Linked DNA regions of Arachis hypogaea: region 1 is linked to region 2. A link is a contact called in public Hi-C data. All regions are on one chromosome and are shown on one strand. Each heading gives the region's core, a stretch centred on a gene start, on an enhancer-like site or on the middle of the called end of the contact. The rest is flanking DNA. Distances are from core to core; before and after follow the strand shown. Region 1 overlaps LOC112783908 (meiosis-specific protein ASY1-like). Region 2 has its middle 6.6 kb from the start of LOC140182570.

Region 1 (2,989 bases), core at 445-2,944, 110 kb before region 2:
CCACGCCAGTGACGCCACCAGCCAGCAGCGTTTCTGACCACCACCCAGTCAGGTATGTAATTTAACTAATTTTTGTTGGCATTGTTTACTTTATTGTTGGTATTGTAAAAAGACCGAACCAAACCGAACCGTAGTTTAATTAGACGATCAGATCGGATGACTTTTCCATCAAAAACCGAACCAAACCGCACCGCGAAAATATTATGAAAGAAGTCATTTTTTTAACTTCTCTATAAGTTTCTAAATAACTTCTTAGAAAGCTGCAATTTAGTTTTGAAAATTGCACCAGACATTAATACTGCTACTTTTCATAAGTCAAAAACTCAAAAAAGTTACTTTTGAAGCTTTTCAAACGAGCCCTTAATGAATTAATAGTCCCGGATTGTTGGGCCCTTTTATTTTTAGACTTTTGGTTTAAACTTTTGTGGTGTATTTATGTCTTACCCTTGAAATGAAATTAGTAACGCAGAAAATATTTATTGATATTAGTAATGTTAATATTTTAGATACTGTGATTCTATTCACATTACACACATATTTTGAGTACTCAATAATCAGAATATGATACAACAAAAAATTTACATATTCTGAATGCACTCAAAAGGTGAATGGGTTAAATTAAGAATTAAATTAGGTAGCGATTTGAATTTGGTAGACTATTGTGCGTGTTTACTCATTGCAACTCAATAGTGAAAATGTAAAAATTTAAAAAGTGATAAAGTGAGAAGAATCACTTGGGAGAACAAGAACAAACATGTTCTTCTTTCACCTTCTCTCTCTTTTTGTTTGTAGCTACTGTCAGTGACAGATACAGAAAAATTTAGTAACCAGAGCAAAAATATATAAGATAATATATATAATATTAATTTTTACAGTATACGCTAACATAACAGATCAAAGATTAATCTGTAGTTGATCTGAGCTCTATTTAAGAGTCTATCGTTGTCCAATAAATTATTGTAAGCAGAATTTGAATTCTTAACACTTACTTAAATGAACGATTAATATTCTAAGACATATTCTAAATAATTTCTAATTAGATAGTATCATGAAACTAATTATCACTATTTTTTAGTTGATTTACTTATTTATTTTAGAAGTAAACATAATATAACAAAAAGATAAATATTAATATTTATATATAATTATTAGTTTTTTTTTTTGTCAAAAAATTTGTGAGGAGAAATGCCTCTCTTTCATTTACTTGGGTTCGCGTCTGGTCAATGCTTGTGGTTCGTTCTCCTCATTTTTCCTCTTCATTCACAACTTATAAGGTTGGTTTACTTTCTCTCCTAAAAATACTTGTTTTTCTATAGTTTTTTCTATTTTAAAGTTTTATTAATTTTACCTCTTATTTTACATATTTAAAATTATTTAATTATATTTACTGGCTTCTACTTATTTTGTTAATGACTTGATAAATTAATAGTCTCTGGTCGTAATGATAAATTGTTGGAACTTTCTAGGTTTTGGACTTTTAGTTTAAGTTTTTGTGGTGTATTTATGTATTACTTTTGTTTGGAAATATTAAAGACAAATTTATCCAGTGGAAAAGTCATCTCTGTGTAATGTGGAGGTAATTTGAAGGTGTTTTTTTTTTTTTTTTGTCTTAGACTAAACCCAAAGCCATACCCGAACCCCGACCCACCCGACCAGGTAATTTGAAGGTTCATCTCAAACTGATTCAGGGTTCAGTTGAATCCAACAAAGAAGATGATGCTATAACACACCGTGCGGTTCATATTTTGGATCTAAATATCCAATTGGTCGATGTTGGCTTGAATTTCTATTATACCAAAAAATAAGCCCAAGTCCCAAAAAAAATACGAGCCCAAACAAAATTTATCTACCTGGCTTTTGGCGCCAACTCACTCACTCACTAAACTCGTGTGACGAGACACAGCCGAATTCAATAGCATCTTTCAAATTAGCAACATCGACTGAACCTCCAACACAGAAACGGTTACGGTGGTGCGAACTTGGGTACTGGGTAGTGCATCTGATTCAGCCTATAAATAACACCATGCTCCTTTGCTTTCATTCACTCCCGCTACATTCCTCTCATTCAAATAATAATCCTACAGAAACATCTTATCTCTCTTCTTCGCTGTTACTCTCGAATTTCAACTAACTGCAGAAACAATGGTGAGACCTGAAATTGTTTGCATACATCTTTCATTCCTTCGTATTCCTCTCTCTCTCTCTCTCTCTGATTTTCAGTTTCGTTTCTTCAGGTGGTTGCACAGAAAGTGAAGGAAGCTGAAATCACCGAGCAGGATTCGCTGCTTCTGGTTCTTAGCTGCAATTTAGCTTCATTTACGTTTCATATTTTCTATATTTTTGTTAGGTTTTCCTGCAAAATACGTATGGATCTGAGATTCTCTTGTGCTTACTTCTGAGTTTTCTCTATTTCAATCACTGCTGTATTTTCATTCGATAACTTTTATTCGCTTTGTATGAATTTGATGTTTCTTCTCTATATTAAACTTCAGTTTCAAAATCACGTTTATGCTGTTTCTTTTGGTATTGAGTTCTACATGGAGAAATTCGGTAGTTCATTTCAGTAAGAAATTTATGTTTAGCTTACGCCATTTCTTCCAGTCTTTAATTTTAGTATCTGGTTGCTCTGATTCTGTTTGATAAAATGTATTCTCTCTCTCTCTCTCTCTCTCTCTCTCTCTCTCAACGTATTATGAATACATTGTATCAGATCTTCTTGTTCGTTACCTAATTTGAAATTTCATATGCTAGACGAGGAACCTGCTCCGAATTGCGATATTTAACATCAGTTATATCAGAGGCCTGTTTCCTGAGAAGTACTTCAATGATAAGTCTGTTCCAGCTTTAGGTAGTTAAAACCTCTCTAGTCTTGAGTGTTCACTTTGTTTTAATTTTTCTTATATCAAATCTTACAATGTTTGTTGTTGAATCTCATCTGGAACATTGCTTGAAATTCCAGAGATGAAGATCAAGAAGCTTATGCCACTGG
Region 2 (3,281 bases), core at 520-3,019:
AGGGAGGTTAATATGACGTGGGTAGTGCTGGCAGTCAATTCTGGAGGAGGCAAAGAGATCAAGGATCTGAAACCCATGAGTATAGTAGGTTACATTTATAAGGTCATGTCAAAGGTTTTGGTGGCAAGACTGAGACCCCTCATAAGAGAGTTAGTGGGAGAAACTCAAACGACTTTTGTGCATAAATGTCAGATATTAGATGGGGCTTTGATTGCATGTGAGACAGTGACATGGTTGAAGAAGGCAAGAATGTCGTATGTGGTAGTAAAACTAGATTTCAGAAAGGCTTATGACTCGCTGTGATGGAAGTTCCTTGATCACGTTCTTGAGAGGATGGGGTTTGGTGTGGTAAGGAGAAGATGGATCCAAGCGTTGATAGATATGACTTCATTGTCAATTATGGTTAATGGCTCGCCGACTAAACCGTTCAATATGGAAAGGGGATTACAGCAGGGTGACCCAATGTCACCATTTCTATTCGTATAGCAAAAGTTCTAAATAAGCTTGTTGATGTAGCTTCGAATCAACACTTGGTGGAGGGGTTGTTGGTTGGGAAAAGAAGTGTATCGCTGTCGCACCTTCAATTCATAAATGATACCATTCTTTTCTGCCCATCAAAACCAAAGGTATTGAAAAATTAGAGGAGAATCCTAAAATGCTTTGACATGATATTTGGGTTGGAGATTAATTTTGATAAGTTATTTATCATCTCGGTAAATTGTGGGGAACACGACATGAACAGGATGACAGAAGCAACGGGTTGCAAAATAGGAAGCCTACCGATTAATTATCTTGTAATTCCTTTAAGGGCAAGCCCACGATGAATTAGCACATGAAAGCTGTTGCTTGATAAGATTGAGAAGAAGTTGAGTTGTTGGAAAGCTAGCCCACTATCTAAAGCGGGAAGAGTAGTCATCATCAAATTATTCATAAATAGTCTACCTATGTACTACTTAAGACTTTTTAAGATACTGAAAGAAGTTGAAAAGAAGATAATTTTCATGCAATCAAGATTCTTTTGGGGGAGTAAAAAAGGAAAAAGAATTATGCTAACAATAAAGTAGAGTACAATACAAAAATCAAGAGAGCACGGGAGATTGGGGTTTGGTGATATCGAAATGAGAAACGCTATCATGTTATTCGATGGAGGAGGAGATTCTTATATGAGAGTGAGCTATTGTGGAAAAGGGTTGTTGGGTCTCGCTAAGATGTTGGAACTGATTCCTTAATGAGTGAGCATGCTTGTAAGGGTTTTAATGGGTCATGGAAAGATATTGTGAATATTGTAAAGAAGGATGTGTACAAAGAGATGGCTAAAGAGTGATGAAAGATGTGTGTGGGGATAACAGTAAGACAAGATCTTGGAAGGATGCGTGGATTGGTGATAAATCTTTAGCGAATAGATACCCAAAATTGTTCACTATATCAAATATGAAGGAAAGCTACATTAAAGGCTGTGGTGTGTGGATTGGTTCATCTTGGGTCTGGAACTTACAATGGCAGAAAGAGTTCTTTGAGAGAGAAAAAACTCATAACAGAATTATAAAATTTGTTGGATGGGAGATATACAACAAAGTCCTTTATTAACATAGTTATGGAAAAAACATATAGTTTGCGGACAATAAAACACATTTTTGATGATGTTTGGCGAAGTTTGGTGCCCAAGAGTTGAGTGTTTGTGTGGTTTATAATTTCAGAAGGACTAAACACTAAAGACGTTTTTGTCAAGAGGCGAATTGTACAACAAGGAGATGATGGGTGTGTGTTATGTGATGGCAAATAGGTAATTACTTGTTCTTGCATTGTTCTTATATGTCTAAATTATGGTGGTTGAGATTATATTGGAAAAATATTAGTTGGGTGGGTAGTAATAACATAAAATAAAACATAATTTGAAAGTTGTATGAATAATGAAGTACATAGAAAAAAAAAGAAAAATGCGGCTTATTTATTTCTTTGCTATCATTTGAGTGATTTGGAAGAATAAGAATCTAAGAGTGTTTGAGAATAAGATTGTGGCTTAGAGTAGTGGGTGGGAGCAAGTTAGATGCTTAGTAATGTAATGGAATGTTAGAAAGAATAAAAAAAAAATAACTAGCTCTAACAGAAATGATAACTGACAAAAGAAAAAGTGAGAGTGGTGATAATATGGCATATATAAATCGGATTTAGACAAATATGTTGTAGGTATATATATAACAAATGGTGAAAGTGATATTAAGTGTTTCATGGAAGATGTATGCCACAAGAGATCAAGAGGGGAAGTAATTTTAATAGGAGTACATGAAGCAGTGCAATTCCTTCTTGAAGATGCGGACATGTGTGAAGAAGATATAACAGTAGTGGTAGATTGTAAGGAGTTAGTTAGTTGGATACAAAGAAGAGAGGAGATAAGTTGGGATCAACGATTTTAAATAACAAAGCTAAATATGTATCCCACTTGTTTTATAACATTGAGATTGTATATAGGGTGAAAAGTGAATTCAAAGAGCAACAAAAGTGGAAATCAATTGCCTCAAATAAAATAAGCAAGTGGTTCATGTAGATAAAAAATAATTATTGTTTTGTTTATCATTATGAAAAATTATAATTCTGTGTTTTATTTGCTGTTTATTTCCTGATTTTGAATAGATTAAGGGTGTGTTTGGTAACCACGTTTGAAGGAAAAAAATACTTTAGCACTTCTTGAAAGCTTCAATTCTTTGTTTAGCAATTTTCTTCTCTACAAATGCAGAAGTGATTTTGTTCATAAAACCACATTACAAGAAGTAATAATTTCTAACTTCTCCGTTGCACTAACATGCTTTTAGCCACTACTTTCAACATTTATTTTTCTTTTACCAACTTTATCTTTTATACATGTTATTGCATTATTTATAAAATTCTTATTATTTCTCTCTATATAAACTTTTTTTATTATTTATTATTTATATTTTTTATTAATTTTTTTATTTGACATTATATATTTTTATATTTATAATTTTTGTGTATTATATTTATTATTACCTTTTTATAATAGAATTTATTGATTTCATTAGGTAAAATTAAAAAAATTAACTATAAATAATAATAATAGTTAAAAATGATAACGTACTAAAAAAGAGTACTAAGAGTATTAAAAATATACTATATAAAAAACATATAAGAAAAAAATATAAAAAAAATTAAACATGTATTAAAAAAAATATTATAATTTAATGTCATATCCTTTTAAGTAATTATCTATCTAAAAGTGATTTTAACTAATATTATCTAAACAATATTTATTTTACCAAAATCAA

Evidence for each region. Hi-C and Micro-C count contacts between places; a contact is called where the count stands out from the background.
Region 1: a contact with region 2 is called in a Hi-C map of leaf, with 2.8 times the contacts expected there. The contact joins two enhancer-like sites. A contact is called at or near these places in 2 of 8 Hi-C or Micro-C datasets (both in leaf).

What each region holds. Positions count from the first base shown.
Region 1 is chr20:13,638,121-13,641,109 of arahy.Tifrunner.gnm2.J5K5, reverse strand. LOC112783908 (meiosis-specific protein ASY1-like) reads left to right here. Exons shown (of 22, transcript XM_072230938.1): 2 at 2,235-2,291; 3 at 2,752-2,848; 4 at 2,960-2,989. Among protein-coding and RNA genes, the nearest start is that of LOC112783908, 18 kb to the left of the region's middle. Within about 2 kb of position 1,694, at least 3 of the 3 cell types and tissues checked have open chromatin away from gene starts, as enhancers often do.
Region 2 is chr20:13,532,844-13,536,124 of arahy.Tifrunner.gnm2.J5K5, reverse strand. No RefSeq gene overlaps it. Among protein-coding and RNA genes, the nearest start is that of LOC140182570, 6.6 kb to the left of the region's middle. Within about 2 kb of position 1,769, at least 2 of the 3 cell types and tissues checked have open chromatin away from gene starts, as enhancers often do.